Linked DNA regions of Mus musculus: regions 1 and 3 are each linked to region 2. A link is a contact called in public Hi-C and HiChIP or PLAC-seq data. All regions are on one chromosome and are shown on one strand. Each heading gives the region's core, a stretch centred on a gene start, on an enhancer-like site or on the middle of the called end of the contact. The rest is flanking DNA. Distances are from core to core; before and after follow the strand shown. Region 1 has its middle 48 kb from the start of Ccnd1. Region 2 has its middle 43 kb from the start of Gm46023. Region 3 has its middle 14 kb from the start of Smim38.

The links. A called contact is a pair of places that touch in the nucleus more often than the background predicts. HiChIP or PLAC-seq counts read pairs in DNA pulled down with a chosen protein or histone mark.
Region 1: an H3K27ac HiChIP or PLAC-seq map of microglia shows a contact between it and region 2, with 9 times the contacts expected there. The contact joins two enhancer-like sites. A contact is called at or near these places in 9 of 484 Hi-C or Micro-C datasets (bone marrow-derived dendritic cells, bone marrow-derived macrophages, cerebral cortex and 4 more), 15 of 115 datasets of contacts at active chromatin or transcription factors (the HPC-7 cell line, bone marrow-derived dendritic cells, bone marrow-derived macrophages and 11 more) and 2 of 9 other capture datasets (bone marrow-derived macrophages and embryonic stem cells).
Region 3: a contact with region 2 is called in a Hi-C map of uterus, with 2.2 times the contacts expected there. The contact joins two enhancer-like sites. A contact is called at or near these places in 38 of 484 Hi-C or Micro-C datasets (3T3-L1-derived adipocytes, the AML12 cell line, the C2C12 cell line and 24 more), 14 of 115 datasets of contacts at active chromatin or transcription factors (the NIH/3T3 cell line, bone marrow-derived dendritic cells, bone marrow-derived macrophages and 9 more) and 1 of 9 other capture datasets (embryonic stem cells).

The regions. Positions count from the first base shown.
Region 1 is chr7:144,986,278-144,989,824 of GRCm38.p6, reverse strand. No RefSeq gene overlaps it. Among named protein-coding and RNA genes, the nearest start is that of Ccnd1, 48 kb to the right of the region's middle. Within about 2 kb of position 1,789, at least 15 of the 459 cell types and tissues checked have an H3K27ac peak or open chromatin away from gene starts, as enhancers often do.
Region 2 is chr7:145,110,326-145,113,787 of GRCm38.p6, reverse strand. No RefSeq gene overlaps it. Among named protein-coding and RNA genes, the nearest start is that of Gm46023, 43 kb to the right of the region's middle. Within about 2 kb of position 2,172, at least 291 of the 459 cell types and tissues checked have an H3K27ac peak or open chromatin away from gene starts, as enhancers often do. A contact at or near this core is called in the AML12 cell line, the C2C12 cell line, the HL-1 cell line and 16 more, where this site is marked.
Region 3 is chr7:145,220,791-145,224,143 of GRCm38.p6, reverse strand. It overlaps a transcript of Tpcn2 not described here. Among named protein-coding and RNA genes, the nearest start is that of Smim38, 14 kb to the right of the region's middle. Within about 2 kb of position 1,728, at least 162 of the 459 cell types and tissues checked have an H3K27ac peak or open chromatin away from gene starts, as enhancers often do. A contact at or near this core is called in the AML12 cell line, the C2C12 cell line, the HL-1 cell line and 16 more, where this site is marked.

The DNA.
Region 1 (3,547 bases), core at 540-3,039, 120 kb after region 2:
TTGTAGACCATCTACCTCAGGCTGTCCAGCTGAGAGCCACTCAGAGTCAGTGTTTCTGTCTCTGGTAACTGATGAGCAGTCACTCCCACACCACAAGATCTGCTTTCCAGTCCTCTTCTTGGCCCCAGAGTTGGCTTGGTGCCATACAGTGAGACCTTCACCCACTGCCTCCAGCTCTGACCTTCTCAGCATCCCCATCACTGGCTCCCAGGTGTCTTTCTGAGACTGCTGCTGAGCTTAGCGAGGGCCAGGACTTGTTTGAACTTACCCTGTGTGATAGTTAATGTGTACTGTGAACCTGACAGAGTCTAGAAACTACTGGGCATGTCTGTGAGGATGAATCTAGGTTAACTGAAGTAGAAACACCTCACCCCATGTGGCCGGCACCATGCCATGAGGCAGAATCCCAGCTGGAATAAAAAAGAGAGAGCAAGCCGAGCACCCATGCTCATCTCTCTCAGCTTCCTGACTGTGGATGGGAAGGGACCAACCGCCTCAGCCTCCTGCCTTTCTGCCTTCCCACTGTGATGGATTACCCTTAGACTGAACCAAGATAAATCCTTCCTTTCTCGAGTTGCCTTTGCCCAGTGTTTTGTTAAAGCAGCAAGAAAAGCAATTAACATATACAGCTTGCTAGCACCAAGGCCGGGACTCGAACCTAGAACATCATGATTGTAGGTCCAGGAAACATTCCTGAGCAGCCCACTCAGCAGCCACCAGTCAGCCAGGCAAACCCAACAAGCTGTTAAATTGATACTTTGCAAACTGCACATGTTTCCAATTTCAGAGTGGGGCTGGAACTTTGAAGCCCAGGCAGTCTTCTCCTGATGTGGTGAGGATGAGGTGGCTGTGCTGGGAAGGGATAGGATCTTTGAAAATGCTCTGCACAGACCCAGAGGCACCCACAGGCTGGAAGCAGATCAGAAAGCAGCCTCTCCTGAGGCCACAGCAACCAGGAGCCCACTTGAAAGAACCTCATATCAGATTCACTTGTTTTTCTGTTTTCCTCTGGGTGCCTCCCTAATGGGATGATGTTGGAGTTGAAAATAAATAAACAAGAGACAAGGTAAGCAAAGACAGCTGGCTGTCATGGCACACAGTCTGGCATCTCAGATGTGGAGAAGTGGAGGCAGGAGGTTCAGAAACTAAGGCCAGCCTGGGCTACATGAGATCCTGACTCCAAAACAAACAAGCAAATAAACCAACAAGCAAAAGGAGGTCTTTCTCTCACTAGCAGGGCTGGAGCCGGAGAGCTGCTCCCTGCAGGCCAGAAGGCTGATGAGAAGCCTCCATCTGCCTCCATTGCTTTCCAGATAACTAGCAGTTACCATCGTGGACTCTGCTCACACATCCCCTGCCCTCTTTCTCTCCCATAGGTGGATATCACTCCTGGCATCATTATGGCAACAGAAATAAAAAGCAAAAACACAGCAAAGTCACATCTGGCCAGAGACAGAACCCAGCCCATAAGTCAAGTCTGATTGAGCGCAAAGGTGGACAGGGCAAGGGTCCCTGACCCCAAGGAGCTTATAATCCCTCGAGGCCAGTGGTCTGAAATGGCACCAGAAATTCCAGATGGCGAATTTTCGTTCTGAGGAGGTGTGAACAGGGTCCCAGGGTCATGGGAGAAGGAATGTCTCTGGAACCATCGACCAGCCAGACAAAATGCAGGCAAGGACCAGCTTTTACCTAAGCCATGGGAAGGTCACAGGGAGGGCTGGGATGGGGACAGAAGCTGTTCATCTTGGGCTGGAGAATGCAGGCAGGACAGAGAGACAGCGAGAGAGCTGGGGCTGGGCAAACAGGAAAACCAAAAGAAGTTTCAGAAGTGAAGTGTGTTTGAGCAGCTGGGCACAAAAGGATGCTGCAAGGCATCATGGGAGAACTAGGATCCTGCCTGGAGGGCCCCTGAGTCAAGAGAAGGATCCACCATTTGGGGCTTAGGGACAGGCTTGGGGAGCTGAGGGCAGAGCAAAGTCCTGGTGGTCAATGGTCAGTCCCATTCTTCTCCAGGCAAGTCCAAACTCAAATTCCAGAAAAGGTGTCCCCAAGGGCACTGATGGGACTCAAGGTCACAGGAAGGGGTCACATGGTCACATGGTCACATAGAGGGCTGAGGTGTTAGGATAAGGGAGTGAAGAAGTCGGAGCTCTGGAACCAAGGCCACCCCTTGAGATGTGAGAGCAGGACAAGAGTCACAGTGAGGCAGGGACAGAGATTCCCAGCTTGGGGCTCCTCAAAAGGGGTGTCCTAAGAGCAGGAGAGAACCCCAGGACAGAATCCAAGGGGTTATAGAAAGTTCAAAGCCAGGGGTTCTGGTAGGAAAGAAGTAGAATGTTTTGGAAGAAGGAAGTTCAAGGAGGGCCCTTTCTGCCTGCAGTCCTCAACCATGGGCTCCTGGAGCTGTGTGGGTGACTGACCTACCCCTCACTGTCAGGGATCATGACTGCAGTGTGTCCACATATACGCCCAGGAGTTCCTCAGGTCACCCATCCCCAACGCTTATGATATGGGCTTCTTTCTCCTGTTGTGTGGAGGGATGCTAGGGACCAGTTCTCCTACATTACTTACCCCCACCCACCCAGTCCCGATCTTAGTCTGGAAAGAGCTCAAACCAAGCCTGTGGGTGAGGCTGGCACTTGCACTTCCATGATGGGAAGGACACATGTGGGTAGAGAGGTCAGAAAGGGAAGGCTGGAGCTTAGGGGAATCTGAACTCCCTCAGAACAGGAGTGACCTGCCAGGGAAACGAGGCCCAGTGTTTCAAACTGTGGTCCTTTTCCAATACTTTCTTTCATAGCTAAACACAATCTGGCTCTGTCACTCAGCCCAGCAATGCCACTCCATGGTATCAGCCATAGGGGCTGAAAGCTCACATGGGAACTGAGGCCTGCACAGCATCCGCATTTGAGTGGAAGCCATACAGTGTTCTTCAAAAGGACAAAAGTGTGGAGAATGTCATCCCAGCAGACAATGCAAGTATGAAGAATGATCTTGCACTTCTGACTCTCCTGCCTTCACCTCCCCAGTGCTACAATCACACCAGCCTAGTTATGCAAAGCTGGGGGTTGAACCCAGAACCTCATGATGCTAATTCAAGCACCCTTCCAACAGAGCCACATGCCCAGCCTTCTATTTAATTTTTTTTTTTAGTTAAAATCATTTGCAAAGCCAGGCATAGTGGTGCACACCTTTAATCCTAACGCTTAGGAGGCAGAGGCAGGCAGCTGTCTGTGAGTTTGAGACCAGCCTGGTCTACATAGTGAGTTCTTGGACAGATCCTGTCTCAAAAACAAAACTATTTATTGAAAGGAGGAGGCTAGGCTGGCAGAAACAAGAGAGGAAGAGAGGAGCTGAGGGAAGGATCCAGTTGTAACACACTTTACTTGAAAACACCACTAAAATGCATAATATTTTGCATAGTGATTTTAAAAATAAAATGAATGTTTTTCCAGAAGTAAAGTCTATTCATTTTATTTTATTTTTAAACATTTATTTGGTTTTTGTTGTTACTGTTTGTTTTGTTTTTGTTTTGAGACAGTCTGTC
Region 2 (3,462 bases), core at 923-3,422:
CTGAGTGAGTGAATGGATGAATGGCCCCTCACCTCTAGGGTTCTAAGGTCACTGGGAGTTATTGCTCATAAATGGAACCTCTGTGACCTGAGTTCTCCCAGCTCTCCTGATACACCTGACTGTGACTTCTGCCTGGCTTAACCCCAGAGGAAGGGTTGCAGAAAGGAGCCCTTTCTACCAAGAACTGCATTAAATCACGAATGCTCGCCCACCAGGAAGTCCTTCCCACCCATGGTTTCTTCTTCCTGAAGCCCCACAACCCACCCCATACAAAAGTGAGGGCTTTGCAGAGAGCAGATAACCAAACAGGGTCTCTCTCCTTCACACTTGACTGCTCTTAACCTTATATCTCTATAGCCTGGCCCCATGGGTGCTGTACCTGCAGCCGGCCAGCTCACACCAGGTAGAGTACAGGCAGTCACCAACAGCTGAGCTGTGTGCCTCTTGGCTGTGGTACGGTGTCAGGGTGGCTTGCCTAGCTCAAACTATCTCTGCCTTCATCGGTTACCATCTGGAGCCTAAGGCAGGGTGCCCCAGGCAGACACCTTCCCAGAGTCTTTATTTCCCTCACATCCCCATGTCAGTGCTATGGACAGAGCTACTGTTGGGTGTGTGCCTGTGTTCCTCCCACTAGTCTGGGAAGCCCTTGAGCACTGCCACCAGTTAGTGTGAAAGCCAGCGGTCACACAGTAACAGCAACAGGTGACAGCTGTCTCAGATGGAGGAGAGGGAGAAGATGGACTGAGCTCCATGCAGAGAGGTGCCCTGGGGGACTGCACGTGGTCTGGGAGTGAAGCTCTGGGGTGCAGCTTCTGTGCACCTCAGGCGAGCCTGGGGAAGAGAAGATGGAGAGCTGTGGAGAAAGTGTCAGAGCTGGGCAGAGGCTGCATGCCACCCGTGACTGTGGAACCTGCAAGTACTTGATAAGGACTAGCCATTGTCATGGGCACATGACCCAGCTATGACTACCTCTGACCCCCACAGTCCCAGCCTCATGAGATTCATGGGCCCTGTGGAGTGCTAGCACTTGCAGCTGGAAGCCAGACCAGACTGGGCCACTGCATTCCTAGCTTCTGTCAGGGTTTCTTTTCAAGATCCATGTCCTCACTGATAACTTCCTGTGTAGCTCATGCACAGCCTTGCCTCACCCTCAGGATGATACTGAGTTCTCCACCAACCTTGGCTCCTTCCCCTTTCTGTCTTTAACTGACAGTTTTTCCCTTGGCATCTACTATATATAGGCATGAGCCAGGTGCTAGCAATGTTCCAGATCTGGGCCCTCCCAGAACTTTCTCAGCTGGTCACAAGCTCAGCAGTCTCTAGTTCTGTGCTGGCCTTTGGTAGTGTTCCCTGAAGAACTGCAGAATTGGGGCTCTGAGGCAGAAGCTGGCTAGGGGAAAGAGTGCTGCAATCCATTAGTAATGTCTGTCATGTGCACAGGAAGGCAAGTATGGCTCCTGCTCTCTGAAGAATCATCATCACCTAGCCAGGCCTATAACATGCTTTTGACACTGCTGGATGCTATGCAGGGATGCATGGCTGTCCTGACCATGAGAAAATAGAATCTAGGGCCTTAGCTATTCACAGCCTGGTTTTCTATGATATCACACTATAAAACCCTGTCCCCTCTTTGCTTTGGCTGCTGGGAAGCTCAGAATGAAGTTTCATACTTGTTATTAGACAGCACAGTAGCCCAGGACACGAATCCTTCTGTCATCTGCCCCTGTGGGCTCTTTATCCTCAGGCTCTGCATCCCGTGGAGCAAGCCGGACACAAGTTATCAACTATAAATAAAACCAAGGCTTCCGTCCTGGCTTGCACTTGAGTTTCCTGGTGCATTTTTTTAAGTCCCTAGTCAACAGAGTTGGGGGGGGGGAGAACCTCCTAACGGAAGATGACATCACCATCAGCTGGCCTGAGGAACAGGCCCCAGCCCTGCAGGCGCGGGTGGACCCTGAATGCCCCCATTGTGAGGGGTAACTTCATCACACAAGTTCCAACGTGGTGGAGTCTCAAACGGGGTTCTGTGGTTTCTGCCCCTCTCAGGGGCGCACACACAGGCAGCTGCGGTTGCTCGGCTTCCTTTCGCGCTGCAGTCCTGGCCACTGGCCAGTGCAAGTGACCACCCCTTCCACCCTGAGTCACCATCATTCTCAACTCTGATTCAAGTTCCTTTAAAGGGACAGCAGGGCCAGGAGAGGGAAGCTGTTCAGGGGAAGAGGTGCTGGGGAGGGGGACAGAGACAAGAGGAAGCCTGCGGGTGCTCTGGCAGACGCCTGGGTGGAGGGGGTTTCCTGCCTCCCCCAAGCAAGTGGAGCCTGTGACTTCCCCAAAGTCTATAAAGCACGCAGCAGTTTTCCTCTCTGCCCTGACAATCCGGGGGCTCACAAGGCAGGCTCGGGCTTGATGGGCCTCCCCAATGTGTGTCCTGCCTGATCCAAGTCCTTGTTGTGGGCTTGCTGAACTTTCTTTTAGCCATCTGCAACTCTTCTGCTGCCTGCCCTCTGCTCCACTCGAAGTCCTGTCTCCTCCTAGGAGGTTCAGCGTTGCGTTCTGCCTGAAAAGCCTGGCTGGCCCTGCAACCCAAGCCAACAGCAACCCAAGACCCTGCTTCTGTTGCCTCCCACAATGCGGGTGGGGGGGATCCTACTGGCCAGGCCACAGCTCTTACCTGGTTTATTGCAGTTATTTACTAACTGCTTACCTATCGGTGCTTGGCCGCAAGGACGCCTAGCCACCCTGCCAAGTGTCCCAGACAGAGATGGGGAGTAGGCAGCTCTTCCCTGTGCACATGGGGCTGGAGGGGATCACAGGAGCAATGCAATGAACAGGTCATATTTGCAAGCCACTGCTGGAGCCCTGGCTCTGGAAACTAAAGAATGTCCTTTTCCTTTTTTCCCCCTTGTCTGTGACTCACACTTTCGTTTTGAAGTTCCCTCTGCCGTCTTTCCCCTGAGGTTATACAGTGGTCAAGGCAGAGCAGCAGGGCGTGGCCAGCGGCAGGAAGCTCAGCTTAAGTTTCATTCACAAAAATCCCCAAGGCCACAGGGGCTGGGGAGAAGGCTCTCAGTGGGCTAAGTGCTGGCCTTGCAAGGTGAGGGCTTTTGTTCAGACTCCCAGCAGTGGGTAGTGGCAGGCCTTGAGGGATAGAGATAGGCAGACCCTGGAGCTTGCTGGGCAACTGGTCTAGCCATTCAGTGAGCTGGGGGCCAAGGGTAGAGGGGTGAAGGCAGAAGGGTCCCTGGAGCATGCTGACTAACAGTCTGTCAGCCAAGTCAGTGAAAGATCCTGTCTGGAAAAATAAGGTGTCACACAAAAGAAAAGACACCTGACAGTGACCTCTGACTTCACACACTGATGTGCATGCATGTACATCCGACAGAGATAGACAGACAGAGAAACACACCTCCCCCTAAAATGCACAGATGCCCATCCATACACACACATCCATATACACATACT
Region 3 (3,353 bases), core at 479-2,978, 110 kb before region 2:
GAGAGCAAGACCACCTGTCTGCTCTCTCAGAGCCCCACAGAGGTCAACATATCCTCTGTTCACCCACCGCAGAGTGGCACACTTGGTGGGTGGAAGTGGTTGTGTGGTCCAGGCTCTGGATGCCCAAGCTCTTCACTGAAGTTTGTGCCATGGTTGTTCTCAGAGGCCCATTTAGTAAAGGCTCCATCTTCAGAGAGGTGCTACAAGGATGGGTGGAGCCTCTGAGAGGCAGCATCTAGGGCAGGCTTCAAGATGTGCCCTTGAAGGGTACTGTGCAGGCTTCTTGTTTTTTTCTTTAGGTGGATAAGGTGCTCTCTTCCTTCCTTCCTTCCTTCCTTCCTTCCTTCCTTCCTTCCTTCCTTCCTTCCTTCCTTCCTTCCTTCCTCCCTCCCTCCCTCCCTCCCTCCCTCCCTTGCTTGCCTCCCTCCCTCCCTCCCTCCCTCCCTCCCTCCCTCCCTCCCTTCCTTCCTTGCCTCCCTCCTTCCCTCCCTCCCTCCCTTCCTTGCCTGCCTCCCTTCCTTCCTTGCCTCCCTCCCTCCCTCCACCTCTTTCTTTCTGGATCTGGGGCTGGCCTGGAATTTGCTTTGTAGGCCAGGCTAGTCACAGTCTGATGCCTTCCTGTCTCTGCTTTCTAAGCGCTAATATGACAGGTGTGCACACTGTTCCTGGCTTATTTAATTTAATTTAGTTTTGGGAGCTAGGGCTTTACTATGCAAACCAAGCCCACTTAGAATTCATGATGATCCCCCTGCCTCTGCTTCCTCAGTGCTTGGAATAGGTGTGTGGTGCTAGGGATGGAACTCAAGTCCTTGTGCATGCTGGGAAAAATCCCTCTATCAACTGAGCCAGCTCTCATGGAGATCATTAAATAATAACAGTCCTTGATGCCTCCCCATCCCCATCTACAGACGAGGAGACTGAGGCTTAGAGAGGTGAAGGGCTTACCCAGTGAGTCCTGTTGGGGCTCAGACCCCTGCTTTGTGGGTGTAGAGAGGTAGCCCTGTGTCCTCTGCCTAGCATCCCCCAGTAGAAGAACATCTTTAGCCCTCTCCTTCTCTCCACAGTTCAGTGGGTTAGGCCAAGGCCCTGCAACTAGATCCCATGGTCATTCTGTGGGGCCTGAGGTGTATCACCTGGCTCCCATATGTGCCTGAGGTTGCTGGCTAGTTCAGCAGGGGTGAAGGTTGGAGAATGAGCTCTCAGGGCTAGCTGACCTCTACATGCTGCATACATGTCCACACTGTAGCCCGGCTTCTGTCCCATGAATCAATGTATAGGAACTCCTGCCAGGGCCCAGCACACAGTAGGAGTTTTGGGTATCATTTCGCATACTGGAGACAGGAGGTGTCCTGAGAAATAGAACCCAGCACCCGGTCTTCCTGGGTTGCTGGAGCCCCATTTAATTCTGCAAAGGTCAGTTTACTCAAGGGGTGGCAGTGCCTGGGGTGGTGCTTGGCTCTGAGAGCACTGTGTGAGGAGTCCAGAGAGAGCACTGGGCAAGGAGTTGGAAGCCTCATCTGCAAGTCCCCAGCTAACCTAGGCCACACTGCCCTCTCCTGGCCCATGTGCTCCTCACCCCTGATGTGGCCCAGGTAGACTGCTGGCCATGGGACAGGACCCAGACACTGCCTGCTGTTTACCAGGATTCTGCTTGGAGGGTTCCACCTCCTGCCTGCAGCCCTGCTGCGGGCCTCCTCCCCACTGTGTCTGACTCACAACTTTGCTATGTATGCAGAGAACATTCCTGAGCCCCCGCCCTGCAGCAGGGCTCTCTGTGGGGGCAGACTGCAGGGCTGTTCACTGTCCCTGGAGAAAGACTTTTGCTTCCCTAGAAGTGTCCCTCATTCTGCCCTTGGGCCTCTTGGTGGTGGCCACAGCCTGTTCCTGTCTGGGACCTCAGCAAGTGTGTGAGTGTGTGTGTGTGTGTGTGTGTGTGTGTGTGTGTGTGTGTGTGTGTCTGGGGATTTCCTAGGACTAATCACTAGTCATCTTACCACAGAGGATAATGAGTCAGAGCAAGCCAGTACACCTGGGTCATCTATGTTCATAGACCTTAGACAAGTGGGGTTGGCTTTGTGTAAGTGACAGGGGACATGTGGTTGCAGCAATAGCAGCTGCAGGGCCCATGCACCAGTGACAATCATCTACCCAGTAATGTCCACACAGCCTGGCCTTCATAGAAGCTCCTCTTGGTAGATGAAGTTCAGCTGTGTGGCAGAGCCAAGTTCTGTACTACAGGGACCACTGGGTCTTCCCTGTCTGTCAGCAAGGAACCCTCAAGGTTCCCTAAAATCCTCAAGGCCACCCCCAATCAATCCTCTATACTCAGCCCAGGTCTCTGTTTGTGATATTCTGCTGTCCTTCCCTCAGCTGTGGGAGTGTCTGGTACCCAGGCCCTCTGAGTGCACAGGGCTAAGTACTCACCCGCTGTCAGTGACAGACACTGCTTGATGCCTGGGATGCTTAGGATCCTCTGCCGGGACCTGGAGCCTACCCCTGCCCCCACTTCCTTGCAGGAAGGCTCAACAGCCCTGCTGCCTTTGCCTTGCCTTTTCCTCCAGGATTCTGGTCCTGGCCTCACCCCTCTTTCCTGGAAGAAGAGACTCATTGTTTTTGGATTTGCCATGGATCCTAGGAGCCAAGATACATCTGGAAACATCAGGGAGGAACACAGAGTACTGGAGTGAAGGGTATCCTCTGTGGGGCCTTATCTTATGCAGAGGAAGGGAGGTGTTGATGCTGTTGTATTGGGGCAGGTTATCTCATCTCTCTGGTCAGGGTTGGGGGGGTGGTCCATGCCATCTACAGTTTTTGGGGGGGGTCAGTCAGCACATCTGGCAGACACTGAACCTGGGTCAGTGCCCTGTGAGAGCCTTGCTGTGACTCAATGTGATCATCTTAGTGTGGTGACTCTTGCAGGAATTCTGGGAAGGGACAAACCAGTGTAGGTAACAGAAGGCACTGGACTGGCTCTAGCAGCCTAGGCCTTTAGGTTGCCTGCACCCTCCAAGAGGGCCTTCATTGCTCTTGAGCAGATCTATCCCATAGAAACATCATATAGACACCGGGGGCTGAAGAGTGGCTCAGCGGTGGTTAAGAGACTGTATTGCACGGCCACTCTTGCACAGGACCAGAGTTCAGTTCCCTGCATATCTGGTGGCTCACAGCGGAACTCCAACTCCAGTAGATCTACTGCCCTCTTCTGGCCTCTGCAAACACCTGCACTCATGTGCACAACTTCACACAGACACATGTAGATAATTTAAAGGAAAAAAAAAGTCAAGTGTTGGAGGCCCAAGCCTTTAATCCCAGCATCCATTGGGTAGAGTCACATAGATCTCTGTGAGTTAGAG